2 separate regions of the Oryctolagus cuniculus genome follow, and region 2 is linked to region 1. The links are chromatin contacts, called in public Micro-C maps. All regions are on one chromosome and are shown on one strand. The core of a region is the stretch at or near the end of the contact, and the rest is flanking DNA. Distances in the headings are between cores, read along the strand shown. Region 1 overlaps COL18A1 (collagen type XVIII alpha 1 chain). Region 2 holds the start of POFUT2 (protein O-fucosyltransferase 2).

The links. A called contact is a pair of places that touch in the nucleus more often than the background predicts.
Region 2: a contact with region 1 is called in a Micro-C map of ear pinna, with 18 times the contacts expected there. The contact joins the promoter of POFUT2 here to the enhancer-like site in region 1. A contact is called at or near these places in 2 of 6 Hi-C or Micro-C datasets (ear pinna and an unstated tissue).

Annotation. Positions count from the first base shown.
Region 1 is chr4:1,301,668-1,307,268 of mOryCun1.1, reverse strand. The region is part of intron 1 of COL18A1 (collagen type XVIII alpha 1 chain); the gene reads left to right. Among named protein-coding and RNA genes, the nearest start is that of COL18A1, 23 kb to the left of the region's middle. Within about 2 kb of position 2,013, at least 3 of the 8 cell types and tissues checked have an H3K27ac peak or open chromatin away from gene starts, as enhancers often do. A contact at or near this core is called in ear pinna, where this site is marked.
Region 2 is chr4:1,407,292-1,412,715 of mOryCun1.1, reverse strand. POFUT2 (protein O-fucosyltransferase 2) reads right to left here and starts at 2,995. Exons shown (of 9, transcript XM_051839972.2): 1 at 2,831-2,995; 2 at 1,241-1,491. The coding sequence starts at 2,961.

The sequences.
Region 1 (5,601 bases), core at 764-3,263:
TTCTAGGGTCCGTGTCTCAGCACCCACCGTGGCATCCGTGGTGGCCTGGGGGAGGGGCAGGGCAGTCTCTCAGGAGCCCCGGGAGGGTGCAGCAGCCAGGCTGGGGTGGATCCGGCAGAGCTGGGTGCTCCCGGCGGATGGAGTCTCAGGCGGCTGTGGCTGGGGGTCCCGTGTCACCCCGGGTTGGCCTCCATGGGGCCCTTAGTGGCAGGTGGCTCTGGGTGCCAGGGGAGAAAGACTTGCTGGCCTTGGTTACGCCCCTTCCCAGTGAAGGACATGGCGAAGGGGTCTGTGGCTCCCCCTGGCGGTGGCCCAGGTCTGACAGGTCTGTCTGATTGGCTCTGGCCGCCGGGGAGCTGATCTGGACGGGACGTGTGAAGGAAGCAGGGCCCCGGGCTGCCAGGGAGCCGTGTCCTCCTGCCTGGCGTTTGGGTGGAACTCGGAACACCGAAGCGGCCGCCCCCGCGGGCTCAGCACCGTCCTGTTAAGTGCATTAGCGTCTGGCTCTGGACTGAAGGGCTCGTCTGAACGACTTCCTGAGGCCCTGGGCGGAGCTGCGGCCCTGTGCCGGTGGCCAGAGCCAGGGGCTGGTGGGGCGCGGCTGGACCCCCGGGCTGTGCTGGCGACACCGGGCGGGCGGCACGTGGCCTGGCACTACCACTGGGCGCACGACTGTCCTGGCCCCAGCTCACCCTCCCGGTCCCTGACCCTGGCTCCTGGCCGCTTGGCGGGGCGGGTGGTGGCCCAGGCGCAGGGCCTGGGAGCCTGAAGCTGCTTTATTAGATGACAGCTGCAGACAGACGTCCTCAGCTTGTGAGAGCTCAGACCGTGAATAAACAGAAAACCCTCCGAGGAAACCGGCCAGGCCCGCAGCCGGTGCACCCGGGAAGCCGGGAGCCGGCTCGAGGCAGGTGGGGGCGTGGGAGCGGGCCTGTGGGGTTTACGGCTGGAAACGAGAGTGGGTGTTGTACGCCCCCGTCTTCCAGGCGGCAGGGGCGGTGTGAGTCCCTATGCTTCCTCCTCCTCTCTCCAAACAAGACAGCCGACAGAGGGGTGGTCCCCACCCCGGGGTCCCCGATGCCGCCCCGTTTCCAGGGCCAGCAGCAGACACTGAGTCTGCGGTGCAGAGCTCTGGCCCAGCGCGGCTAGGGGCCCAGGCAAGGGGCGGGGCACCTGCTCCCCATGGAGGGTCGCGGGGGCATGACCCGAAGCCCCGCCCCCTCCTTGGCCAGGGCTCTGTGTGAATCAGCAGTGACCAGAGGCCCCTGACCCCTTCCAGCCAGGACACTCTGGTCCCGGGAGCGCTGCCCCCCGGCCCTGCCCTGGCCCCTCCCTTGTGCCCGTCTGGGGAGCGGTGACCCCCACCACTCAGGGGCAGCCCCTCCCGTCGCCTCCCCTCCCACCGTGAGAACCTGGCGGTCTGAGCTGGCCCTCGAGCCTTCCATTAAAAATCCAGTTAATAAGCAACCCTTAAACCTTGAAAAACCCACTGGGCCGTTACTGCCCAGCTCGTCGCCGTCGGGTCCCGGGGCTGGGGTGTCTGTGGGCCCCGGCGCGTCGTCCCCACTGTGAGCCCTGGTGAAGGTGCTGCCCGGTGTGTTTCCTGGCTCTGTAGCTCTCACTTGAAAGAGGCGCCGGCTGTGTGCCTGGCCACGCCGCCGTATTCCTGGAGGGGCAGCTGAGCCACCGGCGGCAGTGAGTCATCGCGCACAGCCGTAGCCGCGTGGGCCGTCCCCCTGCTGCCCATGCCCCGCCCTGCTGGCCTCCAGCGGTGGCCGCGTCAGCACACGGGAATGTGCCAGTCCCCTCTGCATTCTTCGCCACGGCCTGCTGGGTCCTGGCCCGGCTGCTGCCTGCCTGGTCTCCCCTCGGTGTCCACTCTGTGGGCGCCAGAGCCCTGTCCCTGTCCTGCCTCCCCTGATGCAGCTCCGGCTCCCCGCAGGAGCTCGGCATGCATCCGCTGACTGAACGTGCGTCGTCTTGCCCGTGAGGTGTGCGTGTTGGGAGCCGGCCGTGCGGTGGGCACTCACTGCCTGTGGGATGTGACTCAGAGCCTCGTGGGAGGGAGCGCTCAGTGTCAGCCGCGGGCACGGGACACACACCGGATGCACAAGGGGCACACACGGGGCACACATGAGGCACACACAGACATACATGGGACACCCATGGCACACGGGATGCACATGAGGCACACAGGGCTATACACAGGGTGCATGTGTGGGGCACACACAGGACACACATGGGGCACACATGGGACACACAAAGCACATGGACATACATGGGACGCACACAAGGTACACACGGGACACACACACAGATGCACATGGGGCACACGAGTGTACACAGGGTGCATGTGGGGCACACACAGGACACACATGGGGCACACATGGGACACATGGGGCACACACAGGGCACACGGACATACATGGGACGCACACAAAGTGCACACAGGGCACACACACGGATGCACATGGGGCACACGGACACACACGGAGTACACAAGAGGTGCACACAGGATGCACATGAGACACACACGGATGTACAGAGGGTGCATGAGGGGCACACACAGGGCACATGGACACACATGGGATGCACACAAGGTACATACAGGGAACACACATGGATGCACATGGGGCACACAGACACGGGGTACACACGAGATGCACATGAGACACACACGGATGTACACAGGGTACATGAGGGGCACACACAGGGCACACATGGGACACACGAGGCACACACAGGGCACATGGACATACATGGGATGTACATAAGGTACACACGGGGAACACACAGATACACCTGGGGCACACAGACATGGGGTACACACGAGATGCACATGAGACACACACGGATGTACACAGGGTGCATGAGGGGCACACACAGGGCACCCATGGGACACACGGGGCACACACAGGGCACACGGACATACATGGGAAGCACACAAGGTACACACGGGGCACACGCATGGATGCACAGGGACACATGGACACACAGGATGCACATGGATGCACACGAGATGCACACAGGGCATACATGAGATGCACATGGGACACACGGGGCTCACACGGGAAGCACATGTACACGCATGGGGCTCACACAGACACACACACGAGCATCTCTGAGGAGGGGCCAGGATGAGAGGCTCTCGGTGTGCACACCCGAGATCTGGGAGTGACCCTGTGACGTGGTCAGCCATTAGCAAATGTGTGTCTTGGAAAGCGCTGGTGACCGCCTTGAAAGGCGGCAGAGGTGACCCCGTGTTCCTGCTTGGTGTGGAAGACCACAGACCCTCAGCCCCCGCCTCTCACAGCCCAGGGCTGTCAGTTCCCGACTCCGGCTCCGGCTCCGGCTCCGGCTTCCTACTCACGCACACCCAGGAAGGCAGCGGCGACACCACCCCGAGAGACCTGGCTTGGTTTCCCGGCTCTCGGCTTCGGCGCTGGCCCCGCTCTGGCCGTGGTGGGCATTTGGAGAGTGGCCCAGTGAAGTGTTTTCTCTCCCTCTTAACTAAAGTGAGTTTAAAAAGTGAATGGCATTCATCAAAGAAACACATGAAAAACCTCACTGAAAGTCCTGCAGACGAAGCTTTCGGGACGGTGTGGTTCAGGAAACTGGAGTCTTCCTCGCAGCTCCACAGAGTCCACGGGCCACGGAACTCCATGGAAAGTGGGTGATCCCGTGGCTTTGCGTGTGCAGGCGTGTGCCAGCGTCCACACAGCCGGCACCGAGCATTTCGTCCCCTGCGAGGAGCCCTCCGTCCTGCCCTGCCCATGCCCGACCCCTCTCTTACCTCCTTGTTCCCTGGGCATCCCACGAGGGCCAGGGCTAGGCCGGGGGTGGAGCTGGGGGCTCAACCTGGGTCTCTCGTGTGGGTGGCGTGGACCGCTGAGCTGTCCCGCTGCCTGCTGGGGTCTGCACTGGCAGGCAGCTGTGTTGGGACTGGAACCCAGGGGCTCTATGTGGGACGGGGTGCCCCAAGCTGCAGCTTCCTGGCCAGGCCCATGCCCACCCTGCCAGTGGACTTGGCTCTCTGTGGGTTTCCATGTTCTGGGCGCTTGTGTGAGACACGCAGCGTGGGGCCCTTTGCGTGTGGCTTCTCCTTGTCACATGATGTCCTCAGGGTTCATCCGTGTTGTGGCGTGTCGGCTCCATCCCCTTTCGCGGCTGAGTGCTGTAGTGCTGTGTCCCCCGGGCACCAGCGGATGGACGTTTGGGTCGCGTCCACCTTCTGGCTCTGGCACGTAATGCAGTTACTGGGGCCGGGGACACGGGAGTTTCTGGAGCACGCGTGCACCTGCCCTCCATCGTGAGGAGCGCCCGGCCCCACCAGGCCCCGCCCGGTCTGTTCTTGTCCGACCTCGGCACCGAGCTGCTGAGTGGGTGAGCGGTGGCATCCGGTGGTTTGGCTTGCGTCTCGGCGATGACGGATGGACCAGGCGTCTTTTCATCGCTCGCTGGCAGCGTGCGGGTCTCGCTCGGAGGAACTCTGTTCCGAGTCTCTGCGTCTCTGCATTGCCGTGGTGCTGGCGCGAGTCTCCCCAGGCGTGGCTGCAGGTTCTGTCTGCGCGTGCGGGTGGGTGGGTGGGCGGGCGGCTGTTTCCTCCTGGCCCCGGGGCTGCCGCTTCACCTTCTCCAGGCTTCTTTTGAGACACAGAGCTTTAAACTTTCGTGGAGTTCAGTTTATTTTTCCTTTTGTCGTCCGAACTTGTGGTCGTGTAGCTAAGAATCCTTTGCAAACCCAAGGTCAGGAGATTTGTTCCGTGTTGTCTTCCAATGTTGTACGTGCTGGGCTCTTTCCTGTAGGCCCTGGGTCCATCTTCAGCTAATGTCTTTTACGGTGCGAGGCAGGGCTCCGGCTTCACCTGCACGTGGCTGTGTGGTTGTCCCGGCACCGCGGGCTGGCCGTGCGCACTGTCTGTGCCGGGGTCGCACCGTGTCGATGCCCACAGTGAGTTCTGAGACGGGGAAGCGCGAGTCTCATCTCTGTTCTCCATACTGTAGCCGGAGGACACCTGAGCAGAGCCCAGGAAACCCACAGCCTGCTCAAACCGGCTCAAACTGGCTCAACGAGAAGTAGGGCAGGAGGGGGCTTCAAAAAGCTCAAGAAAATGGAATTAAAGGATAAAAGTTAAAAATAGAAATTGTATTTCTCAGCATGGGCGCCGTCACGTTCCAGACATGTCTCTAAGTGATGGGTTCCCCGGGAACTGGGGCTCCCTGTGGCGTCTCCTCCGTTTGCTGAAGAAAAGGGGGCTCCCTAAGTCAGGGAGCCGGGCTGGGACGCGCGCCAGGCTGCCCGGTCGGCCGAGGGCGTGGGCAGGGCAGGAGGGTGGAGAGGAGCTGTGCGGAGCCTCCTGGCAGCCTTCCCGGCCCTCCAGGAAGCCCAGGGCAGAAGGTGCTGCCGGCCCCCTGCGCCACACCTGTGCCGGGGCCGGGCTTGTCTTCAGGCTGCGCCAGGAAGCCTTGCTTCATCCCCCATCACCGCGCTTCCGGGGGATCCCCCTTGTCACGTCCTGCGTCACATTAGTAGGTAAAAAGACGAAACGCACTCACTCACCTCAATACAGTCGTCCAGTGGAAGCAGAAGAGGCATTTAAC
Region 2 (5,424 bases), core at 1,746-4,245, 100 kb before region 1:
ACTGAACAGACCCCCAGGACTCCAGCAGGGGAGCGCCCACCGTCCCTGCACTCAGCGTCCAGAGCTCACACCTTAGGGGGTCACGGCCACAGAGGTGCCCGTCTGACACCAGGCAGGGTGGACGCTGCACACGCCTCGTGCCCTGCCCCGCTCCACCTGCAGAGGCCCTGGGCAGCCCCACCCAGACAGCCGGCCACTCCCTGCCCCTCACAGGTGGGATACAGCTGGTGGGCAGGGGATGCAGGGGCCACGGAGGCAGCTCAGGGGCTTGGTCAGCACCAGAGGAGGCCCTTGCCACTCCAGGCCCCCACACACGGAGAAGGGCAGCCCCACCCCTGCTTCCCATGAGCAGGAAATCCTGGGGCCCGGAGGTGAGGACAGTGTCTCGGGCTCCCTGGCCTGTGGGCGGGCAGACGGAGGAGGCTGTCTCCCAGGCTATGCACCTGCAGCTCAGAGTAAGGGGTGGACACACCCCAAGGGGGGCTTCCTAGTTCCAGACTGGGGCCCGAGCATCACCGAGAATGGCAGGACGCAGGAGCAGCACGACCACGGCCCCGACTCCAGCCCGCGGGCCGCCGGGCCCCGCAGGTGCACCGCACGGCAGGGCCACCGACTTAAACTTACATCTTCCCAACAGAACAACAGGACCTCTAAGCTCCTCTCATCTAAAAAACCTTTGTTTCTTCCCTAAAAGAAATTAAAATGGGAGAATTTCACGCCAGGAAGTTGATGAGACGTGCTACAGGGTGGGAGACACCGTCTGCACACAGCGTGGGGGCCACCAGACGGCCCTGGGGCAGGCCACGCTCCTACCGGAGCTGTGCGTGGCCCATGTCAGGCAGCCACGGGCACAGAGCTCGCAGGCCTCCCAGCCACCTCCCTAGAGCCCAGGCAGCGGTCACCGGGGCCGGGGCCCAGAGCAAGCGCTGCAGCGGGCCGGGGTGGGGGAAGGGTGCTGGCCGAGGTCCACTGCAGACGCTCAGCCCGGCCCCGCGCCCCCGCGCCCCCGCGGCCCCGCGGCCCCGCGGCCCGCGCCCCCGCGCCCCCGCGCCCCCGCGGCCCCGCGCCCCCGCGCCCCGCGCCCCCGCGCCCCCGCGCCCCGCGCCCCCGCGCCCCGTGCCCCCGCGCCCCGCGCCCCCGCGGCCCCGCGCCCCCGCGCCCCCGCGCCCCGCGCCCCCGCGGCCCCGCGGCCCCGCGCCCCCGCGCCCCGCGCCCCCGCGGCCCCGCGCCTCCGCCTCACCTGCAATGAACTGCTCGTACTCGATCACCGGGATGTTCCTGTTGAGACTCGGAAGGTCAAAGAACTCGGACCAGGGAATGCGGACCTGGCGGATGTCGGGGCTCTGCCAGTGGTAGAGGCGGCCCCAGGGCGGCAGCACCAGCACCCAGTCCTCGGTCTTCAGCAGCGTCTTCAGCAGCGACGCCACGCGGATGTAGACGTCCCTGCGCAGGTTGAAGCCTTCCGGGGGGTTCACGTCGTACAGCAGGTACCTGACGGCGGGAGCGCGCGTGGCGGGCTGAGCCTCTGCCCAGGGCGGCCCGGCTCCGCGTCTGCACCGCCGGCTGTGCCCTGCCGCCCACCACCCAGCCCCAGCACAGCCCCAGGGCACCCAGCACGGCCTCCGAGCGGCCGGCTCCGGGTCTCTGTACCGCCGACTCTGCCCCTGCCGCCCACGACCCAGCACGGCCTCCGACACCAGCAGCTGAGACCAGGGTCAGTGCCCGGGGCTTGGCCTGTGCAGGGCGGTTACTGAGAGGCCACGGGGCTGCTGGGCAGCAGCTGAATCCGTCTCCCAGGAGACGCTCACCGGAACTGAGCTCACAAAACCAAACCGTCACATGTCCACAACCCCCCCAGAGGCCGGCAGCTGCCCGGCGGTGAAGCCGCACCCCGCACTGCAGGGCCTGGGTTCAAGTCCTGGCCCCACTCCCGACTCCAGCTTCCCGCCTGGGCACACAACTGCAGGCAGCGGGCGAGGGCAGAAGACCCCGGCCCTGCACCCGCAGGGGAGACCCAGACAAGTGCCCGGCTCCCAGCTTCTTCACCTGGTCCAGCCACTGCCAGCATTCGGGGAATGAACCAGGAAATGGAGAATCTGTGTCCCTCAAGTCGGCTAACTCTGAAAAAGAACCTGGGGGCCGGTGCTGTGGCGCAGCCCCAGCATCCCATGTGGGCACCAGTTCAAGTCCCGGCTGCTCCACTTCTGGTCCAGCTCTCTGCTGTGGCCTGGGAAAGCTGTAGGAAACAGCCCAGGTCCTTGGGCCCCTGCACCCACACAGGAGACCTGGAAGAAGCTCCTGGCTCCAGGCTTTGGCCTGGCCCAGCCCTGGCCACTGCGGTCATTTGGGGAATGAACCAGAGGATGGACAAGCTTTGTCTTTCATTAATTCTGCCTTTCAGATAAGTAAAATCTTTAAAAGAAATAAAGATTCTGGTATTCCGTGCGGCTTCAGAGGTCACGTCTTTCGGAGGGGAAGCCGGTAAACAACTCAGAACAGACACGGCAGCTGAGGGCGGCGACCTCCGCGGGTCCCGCAGCTCTCCCCTGGGACTGCGACGGGCGAAAGCCGGCCGGGAGAGCCCGGGCGAAGGCGCAGCGCCCGGCCGGGTCGGCTCTCCCGGGCTGCTCGGCTGCCCGCCGCGGGAAGACGCCCGGCCGCCGGCGCCAGCACCCGCATCCCCACGCGGGGCTCGACGCGCCCCGCCCAGGCCCCGCCCCTGGCCCCGCCCCCGGCCCCGCCCACTCGGGACATCCCGACCCGCTCGCTCGGGACCCCGCCTCGACCCCGGCTCCCCCTCCCCGCGGGCGTGGGCGGCACGCGCGCTTACCGTCGGCGGGACGCCGCTCCCGACAGGATGTCGGCCGCCGACTGGCCCGGCCAGAACTCCTCGCCCGAAGCCGAGACGGGCGGCCACAACGCCGCCCCCAGCAGCAAGCAGACGACGCCGAGCGCCGCCATGGCCCCGGCGGCCACGCACTTCCGGCCGCCGCGCCCCGCCCCGGAAGCGCGCGCCGAGCCCGCCTCCGAGGGCGCGTCGCCTGTAACCGGGGTAACGGCGCGCGCCCCGGGCCGCGCGTGCGCCTAGCGCCTGGTGCGCTGCCGGCCGTCGCGCACCGCCGAGTTGGGGCTCCCACGCGCGCGGCCGCAGCATCGCGATAGGGGAGACGGAGGCGTTCGGCCCCGGCGTGTCTGCCGCGGGGCCTGGCATAGTTTATGCAGAGTTTAAGGACTTTGACTCGGGGGCGGGGCCGGTCTTGGTCAGCAGCCCACACACCTGCGGGGGTCCCGGGCCTGGGTCCTGGCGGGTGGGGAATGCGGGCCGCCTCCGCCCCGGCCTCTCCGCCGGCACGCGGGAACCCCCGCGATTCGCATTTACCCGAGAGCACCGCGGCACGGGTGTCTGGGGAGCCCTGTCTGCGGCCAGCTGCTGCTCAGGGGGTCTCCGTGTGGGCCGGGGACCCGGCCGGGGCTTGGCCATCCGCCTGGCGCGTTGGATCCTCACCTGGACCCGTGCAGCAGGACGCTTGGTGCCCAGGGTCCCCGGGGTCCAGGCCCTCTGCCCTTCGGCCACCCAGGGCTTCACTGTGCATGGGGTGGGTGGAGGGGAGACACTGGGCCCAGCCTGCACACCTGCTCCCTGGCCTGGAGAGGCCACACGGCCCGGGGTGGGGTGGGGTGGGGGTCCGGGATGTCTCGGTAGGGGTGCAACCACAGGGGGCTGCCTGTCTTTCAAGGAGGGCAAAACCCACCCCCTTCGCACTGGGGGAGGGCGGCCACTGGCTGAGGAAACACCCCCGAGCTGCTGGGCTGTAGGCACAGAAGGGGCCACGCGTCCCTCAGCTGCTCGGGATGGGATGTCCTGGGGGCGCAGCCCGGCCCGGAGCCCTCTGCGGGATGGCACCCCACACGACGTGGCCGCTTACTCACCCCGAGTTTATGAGAGCTGCTGTGGACACGTTTCTGTCACCCTGGCACTGGTTTGGGCCCAAGCCAGTTTTAAAAGGAGAGGCGAGGGGTGGGCGTCAGGTGCAGCGGTCGGGGCGCGTGCCGTTTCGGGGAGCTTGGGTTGACGTCCCTGGGAGGCAGCAGGTGATGGCTCAAGTCCCTGGGCTCCTGCCACTCAAACCTGGACGGAGGTTCCAGCCCCAGACTTTGCCTGACCCAGTCCCGGCCAATGCAGCCGTCGGGGGTGGGGGGGTGGGGGGGTGAACCAGCAGAGAATCTCTCGTCTCTTCCTCTCTCTCTTTCAAGTAAGTACAAATGAAAAACCAATAAAAAAGACCCACGAAACACCCCAAACCAGAAGTCAGAGCACAACAAAGGCAACAAAACCAGAGGGGGCGCCCCCAGGCCGCTCGAGTGCCCAGCCCTGTCCCTGGTCCCCCACGGCTCCAGCTGAACACCCTGTTGTAAGCACCTCATGGAGGAGGGCTGCTGGGCCCCCAGGACCCGGGGTGCCTGGCAGAGCGGGCACAAGACCCACAGAAGACCTGTGATCGGCCACGGACGAGGCCCAGCCTGGCTCAGACCGCGGGAGCTCTCCCCTGCCTGCTGGGGCCCCCGCACCTGGGTTTCTCCCGAGGACAGCTGGGTGCACATGGGGGGGGCTCTCTTCTGTCCCCACCCCCACTCCCTCTTCATTCAGGCCCTAGGAGTTTGGTGTAGAGCCCCGGATGAACAGCCTGGGGCCGATTTTGTGAGTAATCTTTAGCCTCCTAACTGGAGGCGTGGGCACCAGGGCCTGTCCCCAGACCAGAACTCCTTCCTGGACAGCGAGGCCACTGGCCACAGGGCCGCCACAGGAGGGCAGGAGAACACTGCCCTGGAAGCCGGCCTCCAGCTGGGTCTGCACGGAATACGGAAAGTTCCACCCCACCGCGGCACACGGGGGCGCTGCTGAGCCGGGCAGCGGAGGCCTGGTGAGGCCACCAAGCCGGTCCCTTGTCCACAGCGAACCCTGAGATCAGGCCTTGGGCCTCTGCAGTGCTGGGGGCTCTGAGAGGCCCCTCGGGAGCCTGACCTGAGGAGGGGGGCGGGGGCTGCGGCCTAGCAGGTGCAACTGTGGGACTGACCAAGGTCATACTTTGACCCTGTTGGCCCCAGGGCCTCGCCTGGCACTCAGAGGTTGGGTGGTGGCGCCCAGCCAGAGGACAGGCGGCCTTGCTGGTCCATCTGGGAGACCACCCCAGGACCCTGAGTCCTGAGTTCCTGGACCCCCTGCTTGTCACAGGTGCCCACAGCAAAACCCTGGCCTTGTCCCTGGACATGCACGGGGCGGTGCCAGGGCGGGGAGTTTCTGATTCTGGTTTCAGACTTCCTGCGAGGGGCGGGGCCCTCACCGAGGCCTACACGAGCGCCTGTTCAGGTCCTGGCTACTCCACTTCCAATCCAGCTCCTGGCTAACACACATCCCAGAAAGCG